2 separate regions of the Sus scrofa genome follow, and region 2 is linked to region 1. Evidence: chromatin contacts called from public promoter capture Hi-C data. All regions are on one chromosome and are shown on one strand. Each heading gives the region's core, a stretch centred on a gene start, on an enhancer-like site or on the middle of the called end of the contact. The rest is flanking DNA. Distances are from core to core; before and after follow the strand shown.

Region 1 (7,339 bases), core at 3,562-6,061:
CCCACATCTGGTACAGAGTAAACACTCAATAAACATTAGCTAATTCTGTTCTGGTTACCATCTGGTGCAGTAGCCTCATTTTCATCATCTGGGCATCAGATACAGGGGCGTAAGTCAGCAGCTGGGGCTCTTGGAGGGCTTGGCCCTTAGGGGATCTGCAGAAGGGTCTCTCCAGCTCTTGCGGCCTAGAGGAAAAGCTACAGAAGAGACGGACTTCGCCTGCAGGTCAGAGCCTGGAACTCAGATCACAGAGCAGCCTCCAGGTTTGGGTGCCAAATCTGCCCAGCAGCTGGGGCTGAGGGGGCACTGCTCAGCCAGGGATTGAGGAGCCGGCTCAGAGGTTCTAGCACAAGGTCTTCCCCAAGTACCACTCCTGAGCCCCCCAATCTCAGGCTTTTGCTGAGCCTGGTCTGAGCCTCGCTTTGCCTTGAGTCCTAGAAATGGGGCCCAGACCCCAAAAGTCTTGCCAACCAGAACCTAGGGTCTTTGGGAGAGGATTTTGCTGCAAGTCCCCAGGAAGAGGGACTGGACACAGGGGCGGAGGGAAGAACTTCGTCTTCACTTGGGGGCACAAGGTGGTCCCTGGGGGCCACCAGTTCCCTTTGCTGGTGACCTCTGAGCAGTGCCCACCTGGGTCAAGGCTTGCTGTGGCCCTGTCAACTCATGCCAGCTGGACTCAAGGGCTTCACCCCCTGCTCCCCACCATGGGCTCATGGAGACACGGCTTGGGGTGAAAGCAGCTTGGATCAGTGGGGACAGTTCTGCTCCAGGGACTACAAACGTCCCTTCCAGCCCTGGCTCCGCCACACGCCTTGTGACCGCAGGTAACTTCCTGGGTTATTTTCTGGGCTTCAGTTTCCTACTTTGTCAAAAAAGGTACTGCCTTTAGCTCTGCCTAATGTATTCACTCAACAAACACTCAAGTGCTTCCTAGGTGCCAAGCGCCATTCTCTGCAGAACAAGAGAGTCAAGGCCTGTGTTCTCAGTGAGCTGACCTGCTGGCGGGGAGACAATCTTTTTTGGTTATTAGGGCCGCACCTGTGGCACACGGAAGTTCCCAGACTCAGGGTCCAACTGGAGCTACAGCTGCCGGCCTACACCACAGCCACAGCATCGCAGGATCCGAGCCTCGTCTACCACTTGCACCACAGCTCCCGGCCATGCCAGATCCTTAACCCACTGAGAAGGCCAGGGATCGAACTGGCATCCTCATGGATACGAGTCAGATTCGCTTCTGCTGCACCACAATGGGAACTCCGAGACATTCTTTGAAATAATGCTGAGTGGGGGTGCTGAGAGGAAAAGCAGAGCAAGGTGGGGAAAGAGAGGGGGACAGAAGGTGGCTGGGGACGGTCTCACCAAGGGGCTGACTCTTAGGAGATCAGAATCAAGTGAAAGAGTGAATCACGTGGCTGTCTCAAGGAAGAGCATTCCAGGCAGAGGGAAGAGCAGGAATCCTGAGCAATGAACGTGCTGGGCAGTCCAAGGCAGAGCGAGGCAGCAGTTCACGGAAAGGCTGGAACAACGAGGGTCACCCACGGCAATGCTTTTACGGCCTCAGATGACGTCATGCCTCTGCCAACGCCCTGCAGGACCTCGCACGGCCTTGCGAGGCCCCGCATGATCTTTCCTCCTGACCCTCCTCCGGCACAAGCTGCCTCTGCCCCAGCCACACTCCCTCCTGTCTGCGGTTCACACCTGCCTCAGGCTTTACCCTAACTCTGGAGCCCAGGAGCACCTGCAGGGCTGATTAAAACGTGGATGAGGGAGTTCCTGTTGTGGCTCTGCAGGTTAAGAGCCTGACTAGTATCCATGAGGATGCGGGCTCCATCCCTGACCTTGATCAGTAAGTAGGTTAAGGACCTGACGTTGCCGCAAGCCGTGGTACAGGTCTTGGACACAGCTCAGATCTGGGGTTGCTGTGGCTGTGGAGTAGGCCAGCAGCTGTAACTCGGATTCGACCCCTAGCCTGGAAACGTCCATAAGCCTCAGGTGCAGCCCTGAAAAGCCAAAAAAAAAAAAAAAAAACTGAGCCCCAGCCCAGTTTCTGATTGGGTCTGGGGTGGGGCCTGGTACCACAGTTTCAGCAGTACTGCACTCCAGTTGTCCCGCCGCTAGGACCAGTTTGCCCCAGACGCCGCTTGGCCACTGCCCTCCCCTCCTTTAAGTCTTTTCTCAAACCTTATGGTCTCAGTGAGGCCCCCGACCCCTCTGTGCAATACTGCAAGCTGCCCCTGCACCCCAATCGCCTCCCTACCCTATTTTCCCTTTTTTTCCATAGTCCCTACCACTTTCTAACAAGCGGATCATGCTTTTATGTAGTTTAGTCTCAACCGTATGTCCCCAGGGACCTAAGAAGAGGGGTTCCACCCAGACCCCATGAATCCCTGAGAACCCCGTGGATCCTCCAGGGATTTGCTAACTCGTCAAATTTCTACGCAATAGCGTGTGATCCTGAGGTTTGCAGTGTAACCTAAAACTATAAACCAGGCTGTCTTTTAACCAGCAAAACAGGTTTATTCAGGAGCAGCAAAGAACTGCCATTTGGGACATCTGACTGTGGCCAACCCCATGCAAGGGCAGGTGAAGCAAAGGAGAGGAAACCCTTTAGAGAGGAGAAGGGGAGTGGGGAGGGCTCCTTAGAAACAAAAAGTCCATTGGCAGAAACTGGGACCTCGAATGACAGTGACTTTTCATTGGCTGACCTGTGACCACCTCATTGGCTGAGCTATTGCCAAGCCAGGAGAAAAATCTTTCTTCTGCTGCTCTAAAGTCCTATCACTTCCTGCTGGAGATGCAAGTCGGTGGTGTGTCTTCCTGCTGGGATCCGTATTCATGCCCTAAGTGGTACCTTCACGAGCAACTCCTCCTTCTGGCCTCCTGATTCCATTTTAGCGACATCCCTTTATTAATTTTTCAGTCAGTAACTTTCATTAGCTTCTCAAGACTCAGTGGATCCCCAAAGCTTAAAAACCACTAGCAGATCAATACCTGGCATAGAATAGGCGCCCAAACAAATATTTATGGACTAAATTAAAGACCTTTTAAAACATTTCTCACACACACACACACTTAAAAAAAAAAAAAAAAGGAAAATCTTCTAGTGGCACAACGGCTCCCAAATCTTCAGACCATACAAATTTATGATTCCAAATACCCTCCCAGAATCTGAGTCAGGAGGCTGGATGGAGCCAGAGATTCAGGATTTTTCAAAGCCTCCTCTTCCTCTGTACCACCACCCTCCCCTTGCTGAGTCTGAGGTGCAGCCATGTTTAGGAATTTCCATTTGACACTTTTATTAAAGACAGACTCCGGGGGAGTCAATTCCCATGTGTGTAGCTTTTACACTTTGCCAAAAATGTGACTGCATCCATGGTCACTTGTGACCTTCTCACAAGCTCTCAGGTGACTACAATCTCCCTTTTACTGAGTAGAAAGCTGAGGCCCTGGGGAAAAAAGTGACACCCTGCCCCCCAACACCCAACGGTCATACTGCTGCGGGTGGTAGAGACACGATTAGAACTTGAGCCTCTGGCTTCTCATGCTACGGTTCTCCTGTCTGCACCAGCTGGATAAACCCAAGTTCCAGGAAATCCCAAGGACGCTACCAGCAGCGGGGAGCCAGAGAAGGGAGGGGCGGAGTGGCAAACAGGAGAAGGGCAAGGTTCCAGAAGGTTGTCTCTTGGCCACCAGGAGAGACTCCAGCTGCTCTAAGGACACGGCTAACTCTGGCTGCGTATGACCCTAGGACAGTCAGTTTCCGTGCCTCGGTCTTCTGATCTGCACAATGGGATTGATAATCCATGCACTGCCCCCAGTAAGGTGTGCGTAGAATGTATAGCATTCTAAACATCCACCTTCTAACTATTGCTATCACGGGAAGGGCAACATCCCCCACTCAGAAGGTCCCTAGGGACAGAACTAAATCCAGCTTTTCATTCATTTGAGGAACATTTTTGAGCACCTACTGCACGCCAGGCACTGTGCTGGGCACCGTGCACACACCACCTCCTTTAACTCTCACAGCAACCCAGTGAGTTTGGTACTGTCGTTGCCCCATTTTACGGATGAAGAAACGAGTGCAGGGGAATGAGGTGCAATTCATTTGATCGTCTGTTGATTCACCCAACTTTTACTGAAAACCTGCCCTGAGCTATAGGCTCTGGGCCAAGGGCTGAGGACACAAGGATGAACAAGTCCTTCAGCAGGCATGCCCATAAATTACTTTAATAACGACTCAGTACGTGCTTTCACAGACAAGGGCGCAGGAGCCGAGGGAGGGTAACTGGGACTCCTGGGATTATGGAGTCGGGCAGCCGACTGTCCGGGGAACTCTGCGCCGCAAAGGTGTCCTTGCCCTGTGTAGAGGCGGCAATCAAAAGGCCTGGGTTCGAGTCTCCCTTCTGTCCAGGCTTTACTTTGTATTCCCAGGAAACGCCTTCTGCCTCTCCAGCTTTCTTCATCTGGAAAATTGAGAGGGTTGAGAGGTTGGGCTTGTGATCCTGCAGTTCAGGGGGCCTAGTAACTCCTCTACCCCTCGCACTCCATCTTCTGGTCTGTTCAAGTTTGGCCCCATCTAGCCCTGAGACTGAGCCTAGGGCAGCCAGACCAAGCCTTTTGCAAAGTGCCAAACACCAGGCTTCGGGACAGACCTCAAAGCCCCAGGGGGCGGGCCTAAGGTCCAAAGGGCGGAGCTGGGACAGGAACCCGGCCGAGACCTCCAGGAGGCGCGGCGCGGCGGGCCCGCCCATCGTCTCACCCAGCCAATGAGCGCTCGGGGGCGGGGCACCCCGCCTCTGGGTATAAGGCTGCGCGGAGGTCGCGGGCGCGTCGCTGAGCTCTCGCTGCCGGACCTGGTGGCTGAGCAGGGTCGTTCTCGCCTTGAGCTGGGGCGCACGGGAGCTCTGAGTTCGTGCGTCCTGGGCTGCGCAGAAGCACAGGTCGGGTTCGGATTTCCTTTGCCCAGCTAGGGTGCAGAGAGGGCACGGCGCCCGGATCCCTCGGCGCAGAGGAACCGCTGGTCCGGGCCGGGGGACGCCCGCGCTGACCCCTGGTCCGCAGCCGCCAGCAGCCGGCCGGCCGTCATGGCAGACCACCTGCTGCTCGCCGAGGGCTACCGCCTGGTGCCCAGGCCACCGCCTCCCGCGCCGGCCCAAGGCCCTCACGTGCTCCGGACGCTGCAGCCGTACTCGGGCCCCGGCCTGGACAGCGGGTTGCGGCCGCGGGGGACTCCGCTGGGCCCGCCGCCGCCGCCCCCACCCGGGGCTCTGACGTACGGGGCCTTGGGCCGCCGCCGCCAACCTTCCAGTCCTTTCCGGCTGTGCCGCCGCCGCCGGCCGCCAGCGGCGCGCACCTGCAGCCCGTGGCGACGCTGTACCCAAGTCGCGCGACCGCGCCCCCCGGCGCCCCGGGAGGCCCCCGGGCCCACAGCCGGCGCCCGGAGCCCCAGCTCCGCCACCGCCGCCACCCGCGCACGCTCTGGGCTGCATGGACGCCGAACTCATCGACGAGGAGGCGCTGACGTCGCTGGAGCTGGAGCTCGGGCTGCACCGCGTGCGCGAGCTGCCCGAGCTCTTCCTGGGCCAGAGCGAGTTCGACTGCTTCTCGGACTTGGGTTCGGCGCCGCCCGCTGGCTCGGTGAGCTGCTAAGCGACGCCTGCCCGGCGTGGCCGAGAGAAGGGGGCCGGCCCCGCCGGACTCGGCACCCAGCGCCGGGGCCCCGGCACGCACCTTCCGTGAGGGTGAGGCAGCGGTTCGCGCACCGAGCCGACGCCGGGCCGGGACGCCGGGCCTCACTGCAGGCCCTGCTTGCTGCAGGATGACAGTTTGGGTTCATCTCTCTGACCCGGAGCCACAGGGCTAAAGCGAAGGGGTCTGGACGCCCCTTGCAGCCTCCCAGCTCTTGGATTCTGTATGCTCTCCTCTCGGATCCTCCAACCCAGCTCCCCAATCTGAGCCATTCCAGGCCTCTGCCTGATTCCCCCTCTCCTCGCGCAGCCCACGGTGTTCACTGGGTCCCGGGAGCCGCCCACCCGCCTGGCCCCGCCCTGGCGGCCTGGGTCCTGAGGTCGTTCGTTGGGCCTCCCGCTCTGGGGAGGGGCAGGTTGTGCAGCCCTCACCCCTGCAAGTGGCCTCCAACACCAAATAAAACTGGGTCACTTTCCAGTCTGGCGTGTTCATTTCCTTATCACTCCAGCCCTAGGCTATATTTGGCTCCTAGAGTCCTGAGGCTGTTGGAGACCCTGGGTGGGGTGGAGGCCACATCCCCCGGCAGTGGCCAGGAGAGGAAACTGACGGTTGCTTTTGAAAATGCCTGTGCGTGGTGCAATCGTCCTGTCATAATCTGGAAGGCAGAGGCTGCCGCCACCCCGTAACCCAAGGGTGAAGGCGGGGGCTCCTGGGAGGGGTGGAGGGAGCTTGGGGGTGCGGCCCTCCCTGTTGGCTCTGCAGGCAGGCCGGCCGGGAGCTGGGTATACCCGAAGGCTTGGACAGCCCTGGCTTTGAACCCGGGCTCTCCCCCTTGTTCTGGGCGCCATCCATTCAGGTTTCTGAGGCCATTTCCTCGGAGGGACAGTGGATCCGCGTCTTAGGTGGCCGTGAGGGTCGCATGCCATGGGCGGCGTTTAGCGCAGTGCCAGGCACGCGGGGCCTCCGTAAATAATAGTGGTGGTGATTTCACAGTAATAGTCATCCCTCGAGGAGTCACAGTCCAGGTGGGAGGAGGGGACGACAGGCCTGGAAACCCACTCGTCTTGGGACAAGGAAGAGAGGGATGCGGACTAGAAAACAGGCAGGATGCCTAGCGGGCAAACCCAGAAGAGGAAGCATCTTCAGCTGGCTGGGGGTCCGGCCAGTTCAGGCTTGGGGAGGTGGGGACATTTGATCGGGTGAGCAGGGCCTTCAAGGATGAGTCTCGGTAGGACTTGGAAAAGAAGGTGTGCAAGCAGAGAGCCGGCTCAAGGCAGGGAGGCTGCCAGGCCGGGGCCTGGGCGGTAAAGCATGGGGCCTCTCACAGGGACAACAAAGGTCTCTTGGTTTTCCGGGGACTGAGAAGTAGGCACGGTCCTCGTTCTGCAGGTGAGGCATCTGGACTCTGGTCCAGACCTGGCAGAGTCTGGCCTCAGTCCGGAGCAGCAGCGTATGCTCCTGCCCACCCTCTGCTGTTGCCTCTCTCTGGAAAGATCCCTAAGTGCTTCTGAGGTGCGGGAGAAAGGCAGGAAGAGAGGGCTGGAAGGCAGGGAGGAGAGGCGGAGGACCGGGCTAGGACAGGCAGGGGGGCTGGAGAGGAGAGTGAATTCCAGAGACTTGGTGGAGAGGAGCACAGAGCTGTGACCTGTGC
Region 2 (7,540 bases), core at 2,693-5,192, 180 kb after region 1:
TGCCACAGCCACAGCAATGCCAGATCTGAGCTGTGTCTTTGACCTAGCCATGGCTCACAGCATTCTTAACCCACTGAGCAAGGCTAGGGATTGAACCCACGTCCTCATGGGTACTAGTTGGGTTCGTTACTTCTGAGCCACAGCAGGAACCCCCCAATCGACTTTAATTTCTATATTTTGCTCATTGGTGTGTCCTCGGTACACATCATGTAATAAATGCTTGCTTGATATTTGTGGACTCCATCAATGAAAAGAGGTTTCAGTAGGAGGGGAATGTGGCCAGGTTTGCTTCAGAAGGACTTCTCTGTATGTGAAAGTTTGAAAGTGGTGAGACCCAGTCACAGCCAGCAGCTGGATTCAAGAATGAGGAAGGGGAGTTCCCTTATGGCACAGCAGGTTAAGGATCCAGTCTTGTCACTGCAGTGGCTTGGGTTGCTGCCGTGTGCTTGGGTCCCTGGCCTAGGAATTTCCACATGCTTTGGGTGTAGCCAAAACCCTCCCCAAACCAGAAACCTAGACAAGCAAACAAACGAACGAACAAACAAAACAACCTGAGGAAGGCCGTCTGGCTGAGGGTCCCACGTGGGGATAGAAAGCAGACAGTGAACCTGCAGAGCATTGAGAAGGTAGATTGGGCAGACTCTGGTGATTACCTGGAGGGAGGTGAGGATAAGGCAGGAGTCAAGAGTGGGTTAAGGACCTGGCATTGCCGTGAGCTGTGTGTGGTGCGGGCCGCAGACATGGCTCAGATCTGGCGTGGCTGTGGCTGTGGTTGTGGCGTAGGCCGGCAGCTACAGCTTGGATTCTACCCCTGGCCTGGAAACCTCTATAGGCTGCGGGTGTGGCCCTAAAAGGCAAAAAAAAAAAAAAAAAAAAAAAGAGTGACTCTCAGGTTTTGGGCTTAGGTGACTGGTACCTTAAGCCCAGGTGGGGAGCGTCTGGGAGGAAAGAGGCAGGCTGGGTCCCTAGAGCAACACAGCAGAAACCCAGAAGCTCTCAGATTCTGGGATCAACATGTTCACTGATGTTTCCAAGATTTAGTGTATCGAAAATATTTTCTGCCTCTTTTTCCCGTTGGCTGTTTCCCTCATTCTGAATTGCCAGCACCTGGGATAAGGCCTGGTTCAAGGTTAACCTTAAGAATTCTGTTTATTGAACGCCCTCAGGGACTTTGCTTTGTTATATGAAGACTGAGCCCCGGAGTCGGACCTTGAATCCCAAGACACCACTTGTCTCTGCATGTTTATTCTTCTATATGCACTTAAGACTGGACAAGTCACTTCTTTCTAATCCTGTTTTCTCACTTGTCAAATGGAAATAACAGAGTGAACCCACCAGAAGAGGGATCAAAGGAAGTATTCTACCCCGAGTGTTTAGCACAATGCCTTCAGCATTGTTTGCTTCCTCACAAATTTAACTTATTTATATTAAGAACAATAGTCCCGCCTTAACGCTGGGAAACTGCGGGAGCTGGACCGAGGACCGCAGTTCCCAGGATGGCCACACGAAGGCAGTGGTGAGCAGCCTTGGCGCGGACGCCGGCTCGGTTGTGCTAAAGCACCTGCTGTGGACCCAGATGGTCGGGCTGGGATCTCCGGGGCTTCCCAGCGCCGGAACAGGTGGGCGCTGGCCAGGGCGCCGGGGGAGGAGCCTCCGTCAGGTGCTGGCCTTGACTCTCAGAGCCACTGGCGGCCCTCCCTTCTGCTTATGCCCTTCGCGGCTTGGGGGAGGGACGGGCAGGCCAGAGGGTGCAAGAGCAGGGGGCAGCTGGGATGTATCCCTTCCGGTTTGTCATTTGTCTTTCCAACTTGAGTAGGGCCACTTCTCTATAGAGGTTTCATAGTCAGCTTTATTGATGTTTTCCCTTTGGCGTCCAGGTGTCGTCAGGCTTAGAAAGTCTTTCCAGCCGTCCAGATTTGTCAAAACATTCGTGATGTTTTCTTCTGGTACATTATGATGTTATTATTTAAATACATGCTCCACCTGGAATTTATTTCAGGGTCAGGTAAGGACACAGCTTTCTCTTATTTCCCCAGATCACTTGCCTGTTATTCCACCCATTTGTTGGAAAGCCTGTATTTCCCCCATTTGTCTGAAGCACTGTCTCTATCCTACACCAAATTCCTTTGTGTGCTTGTGTGCTTGTCCATTTCGGCACTCCATTCCTTTTTTTCTAGATTTTTTTTGGTCTCTGCATGTTTATTCTTCTACATACACTTAAGAATCAACCCTACCTAATCCTTCTGGAAGCCAGTATGGAGCTTTGGAGTCCCTGAAATTATATGCAAAGGACACATCTGCACATTTCTGCAGAGGGAAATTCCACGTTTTCCAGAGATGCGCAAAGGAACCATGCTTCCAAAGGGATCCTCTGGTGTACGGGTCTCTGTGATGGGGTACAGGGGAGGAGCACAGAGCAATCTCGATTCCTTCCTTCCCCTCCACACCGTCAGTCTCTGCTCTCCCCATCCTTCACCTCCACCACCATTCTGGCCACTTCCCTGGCCTCCGTCTTGTCCCCTGCTCCCCAGTCTAATCCCCTTTGCTGCTGCAGAGCAAGTGTTCTACAGCACAGCTCTTAGTTTTAGGCCTGATGTAGGTTGGATGATGACAAAAGTTTAGTTACTAAGTGCATAAAATTGTGAGTCCCTTCGCCACTTGGCCAGCTGTGAGCCCCAGCTCCAGGCTCTCCCAATTGTTGGGTCTCAGTTTAACAACTGAGAAGGTGAGAAGGGATGAGTTCGGGGGAGGGGTGTGTTGAAGATACAGCTGGTTCTCCTCAGGAGGCTCGATTTTTTACTTAAATAATCCCCATCATTTGCCTCCTCCCCCCACACCCTTCCACTCCCCATCCATGCCCTGAGTAGGGAGACGGCTCCTTTTGCCTGACTTCAGCAAACAGTCAGGAAGGCAAACGGTAGTCACGTTGTTCCCTCCATGAAGGAGTGGAATTGAGAACACTGGAGTCCCGAAGCGGAAATGATCAGCTGAGCGAGGCCGAGGGCAGCACGATGGGGGCAGCGTGACCCCGGGGGAGATTTCACTCGGTGCCTCCTCAAGCCCCGGCCGCAGGGAGCCCAGGTGGAAGCATTTAGACGGATGCTGCATCCTAGAGCAGGGCTTCTCAGTCTTGGCAGTAGTGACATTTGGGGCTGTCCTGTGCATTGGGGACTCTCTAGCAGCAACCCTCATCTCTTCTAAGTAGATGCCAGGGCAAACCCCAGTTGTGAAAACCAAAGACGTCTCCAGACACTGTCAAATGTTAGGGTGGGGGCGGCAAAAATCACCCCAGGTTGAAAACCCCTGCTCTAGGAGAAAAGGGGACGAGGGGAGGTTAGCCTACTCCCTTGCCCTCTGTCTGCAAGCGACATTGCAAAGTGTTTTTCTTCACAGCAGGCACTGGGGCCAATCTTTTCTCCTCTGTAAACTGGACTTGATTTTTTCTTTTCCTTTTTTGGCCGCTTCTGCAGCATGCGGAAGTTCCGTGGGCCAGGGATCCAACTCGAGCCACGGCAGTGACAAAGCCGAGTCCTTAACCACTAGGCCATCAGGGAACCCTTGGACTTGATGTTTGTAGGACATGTCCCCTGCTGTCATCATGACATTCCTGGATCTGGTACAGGGTGTGACAGGGCTACTGTGTTGCCAGGGAGGTCCTGGGAGGTTCCCCAGAGAGAAGGAAGAGCAGACAGTGGTGGAGGTGGGGAGCGGGGCCAACCATGAGCAGGAGCGTTTTGGGGACAGTGGAGAGGCTCGGGGCGTCCTCCCCACCCTGCGCCTTCCAGGCCTTATTAGCACAGGTCGCCCCAACCTGGCAAACCCGTACTCCCCAGGTTCCCTTAGGCCCCGCCCACCTCCTCCGCTCTCCCGCCCCAGATGGCCCCGCCCCTCCGCTGGCCCCGCCCGCTCCCGAGGCCCCGCCCCCACCAGGCCCCGCCTCCCTCTTCGCCTCCCGCCAGCCGGGTCTCGGGCTTTGCACCCGGCGGCGGCTGAGAACGGTGGCGGCTGCGGAGCCGGCAGCGCAGGCTGGCGGAGCTGAGCTGCCCGGCTCGGTGGCGGGCGATGCCCCCGTGAGCCTCTCTCGCCGCCCGTCCCCGCCCCGCGCCCCTGCCCCTCGGAGTCCGCCACCCGCCTGGGACTGGGCCGCGCCTACCTCCGGATCCGCGGGGCGGGTCCCGGGGCAACACCTGCCCCGCCTTGCGGAGCCGCCTCGGCCAGCGGAGACCCCTCCCTGTCTGGACCCCAGGCCCACCTCTGGGTAAGTCTGCAGGCCTTGCTCGCCTGGGAGTGGACGTGAGGAGGGGGCTGCGGAGGTCTGGGGGACCACGGGGCGGGGGAGGGGTCTCTGGTCGTGAGGCGCCACGTAGGGATCTGAGTGTGCCGGGGGCTGGGGCTGGGGTACGGGGGCTCAGGGGAGGAGCACTGTGTGTGTGTGTGTGTGTGTGTGATGCCACTCGGGGGTGGGGGGGGCTAAGGTATGAGAAGGGAACCTTAGGTGTTTGGGGAAGCCCGGAAAATGGAGTAGAGGCCCCGGAGTCTTGAGTTCTTTACTGATGCTCAAAGCACTGGGGGCCCTCCCTGGTCTTCAACAGCGTTGCCTTCCGTGGCATTTTTGGAAAGTGCTAAAAATCCCTCCTGGAAAGAGAGCTGGAAGCCAGCCTGCCTTTCTCTCTCCTGCCTGCGCCCTGGCTGAGAAGCTGGCCACTCTTTTTTCCCAATGAGATACCGCTGTGTTGCCACCCACCCACCCAAGAAAAGGGATGATGCCCCCTCCAGCCCTAGGATTGGGGGAGGGGTGCTCTATGAAGCTGAGAAAGGCCATTGATCAATCCATGGTGGGGAGTCCAGGGTTCAGGGTGGCTTAGTATGACTCTTGGTGGGCCACCTGGGCCCGTCTCATTCAAGGCGAGATTGTCTTCGCCTGCTGGCCCCTAAGCTGCCTGGACCCCTGTCCTCATCACCTTCTCTGGATAACTCATTCCCGAGGAGTGGGTTTCTTCCCCGTCCGCCGGGCCTGGAAAGCCGGAGAAGGCCGGTAGCTCCTGAGGTCGCGAATGGCGTGGGCAACACCATACCGAGGCCAGAGAACAGGGGCACTGGCCTCTGCCACCTGGGGGCTGTTTGGATGTGGCCCTGTGAGGTGGGGGAGGCCGGCGAATGTCCGTGCTTACCCCCCACCCCCACCCCGCCGCAGGGGTGTTGTCTAAGTCTGGAAAGAAAGGCTGCTGTCCCTTTGGTCCTGTCTTCTGCCCGTGATGACTTCTTAAGTCTAGGATCCTTGAGATTGGGGCCTGGAGTGATGGGGAGAGGGCCTTTCAGGGCTAGGCCTGGTCACCAAGGGGTTAACTACCCAGCCCCACAGTTGCTGCCAGCCACCAATTAGCCTGTAATCAGGCAGCTGCCAACTGTCCCTGGGGGCATGTGGGCAGCCTCACGGGGCATCTCTGGTGGGAGTGAGGGGGGCGGGGGAAGGGGTCCTGGTCCATGCTCCATGCCCTTCAGAGCCTGTTTAGGGCCCACAGACCCCTTCCCTGCCCTCTGTGCCAGCCACCCGGCTTAGGGACCTCCAGCTCTGGGGTTTGATACCTTCCCAACCCTCTGCAGGGTTTGAAGCCAGAGTGAGGGAAACTTGGCTTCAAACCCAGGCTCTGCCACTTTCTAGCTATGCGCTATTGAGGAAGTCACTTCCCCTCTCTGAGCCTCCTTCACAAAAGCAGACCCACCTTCTAGGTCTGCTGGGAGGAGTAAACGAAATGGTGGATTTGGGCTGCTTAGCCCAGTGGCTGGCCCTCAGGGGAGCTCCGTAGGTAACTGCTGAACTCCTGAGCAACCCCTGTGCCAAGGAGCTGAGGACCCAGCAGGGCCCAAGGTCCCTTCCCTCGGGGCATGCGGGCTCAGGGTGCTGGGCACTGTCTCTGCCTGAGCTCTTCTCTCTCCCTCCCCCCTTGTGCTCACAGACACCTCTGGTCTCCGGACATAATTGGATTTTACTCTGTGGAGCTCAGGGCTGAGCTGCTACTTTCTGGGCTCGCCCTGTTCCTAACCGGGTACTGAGCTCTGGGGGGTCTGCCAGGGGTCTGGGTGATGCCTGCAGCTGCAACAGCAGCTGGCCCTTTAAGGAGGGAAAAAACAATTATCCGGCCCGGGCATTGCATCAGCTGGAGCCTGGAGGGTCCCTGGGGAAGAAGGGGCAGCCTGGTGGTTGATTTCATTAGTGCCATGTGAGAACTCTCACCCGAGCCTGCCCCACTCCCAGGTTGCAGCCTTCTCCCGCAGGCAGCAGCAGCAGCAGCCCCGCCCCATAGCCTCCCCAGCCCACCCGGGAGCTCCACCTTGGAGGACTCTGTGCACACCTATGACATGCAGAGGGGGGTATATGTAGGGAAATGTCTCACACTGGCCCTCTGCCGACCTGGGGTGCAAGGGATGCCTCCTGTAGCAGCATTTTGCTGACAGTCGGAGTGTCTCCCCTATTAGGGTTTGGCTGCCCTGGGACTGGCATTTTGTTGACCCAGGGAGGGGTGACTTCTGCGCTGGTCTCTTGCCCACAGCGGAGCTGTCTCCTGCACTGGTGTTTTGCTGAGCCGACAGAGGAGCTGTGCTGCTTGGGCTGTGTGTGAGCCGAGGGCATGGGCTAGAAACCACTGCTCTCCCGTTGGAGGTGAGCTGGCTGGGAACAGTGAGTCACAGCAGCCTAGAGGATTCCAGGTTCTTGGGCACCAGACAGACCTGGGTTCAAATCCCTCATCCTCCACTTCCAGCCTCTGTTACCACCTCAGGTCTCAGACTCCTCTGGAAAGGAGGAATAATTTACACCCATACTGCCCCACCCCTACCTGGCAGGTACTCGGGGGATTAGTGTCATAATCGGATGTGCAGAACCCAGCCAGGACCGGCAGGTCGAGGGAGCAGGCTGTGTGATGATTCTTTTCTCTTTGCACATCTGGGCAGGTCACAGCTTGCGTTCAGGACACTCGGGTAAGGACAGAAGGGCTGGGAGGTGGGGGTGGAGAGAGGAGGCGTGCAGGGCCCTCCTGCCTCCGTTGCAGGACGAGGTGCTCAGACACCTGATGTTCAAGCTGTGTGTCAGGCAGCCCCTGCCTCCACAGAGAAGGCCCAGGGCAGGTAATGACACATGCGGCATGTGCTGAGAGGATTCAGGGAGGCTGGAGTGACGAGGAGTTGAGGGGGCAACGAAGAGGGGAGCCGAGTGTGCTGAGGCCTTGGCGATGTCGGGACAGGCTTGGCGTGTGTGTGTGTGTGTGTGTGTGTGTGTGTATGGGGGGGTTGGCAGCAGCGGGGAGAGCGCGGGCAGGAGCCAGTGCAGCCAGGCCAGACCTCCCTGGTCTATCCAGCAGGATACCAAAGACTTGGGAATCATCCCGAAACCAATAGCAGCTCTTAAAGGTTTGAAGCAGAGGAGGGAGGGTCTGATTTCCGGATGGTGTGGCCTCGGGTCTCTGGCTGTCAGGCAGAGCCTTTTCGGGAGTGACCTTTTGCCCTCTCGTACCCCTTCCCTGCGCAGCAGCCCCGGTGCCCA

The links. Promoter capture Hi-C pulls out the DNA fragments that hold promoters and counts their contacts.
Region 2: a promoter capture Hi-C map of fetal skeletal muscle shows a contact between it and region 1, with 2.2 times the contacts expected there. The contact joins the promoter of RIMS3 here to the promoter of CITED4 in region 1. A contact is called at or near these places in 2 of 5 promoter capture datasets (fetal liver and fetal skeletal muscle) and 2 of 47 Hi-C or Micro-C datasets (heart right ventricle and liver).

Annotation. Positions count from the first base shown.
Region 1 is chr6:170,319,976-170,327,314 of Sscrofa11.1, forward strand. CITED4 (cbp/p300-interacting transactivator 4) reads left to right here and starts at 4,812. Exons shown (of 3, transcript XM_003128106.4): 1 at 4,812-5,288; 2 at 5,291-5,411; 3 at 5,414-6,165. The coding sequence starts at 5,085. The coding sequence ends at 5,649.
Region 2 is chr6:170,502,450-170,509,989 of Sscrofa11.1, forward strand. It overlaps RIMS3 (regulating synaptic membrane exocytosis protein 3), which reads left to right and starts at 3,943. Exons shown (of 9, transcript XR_002345277.1): 1 at 3,943-4,258.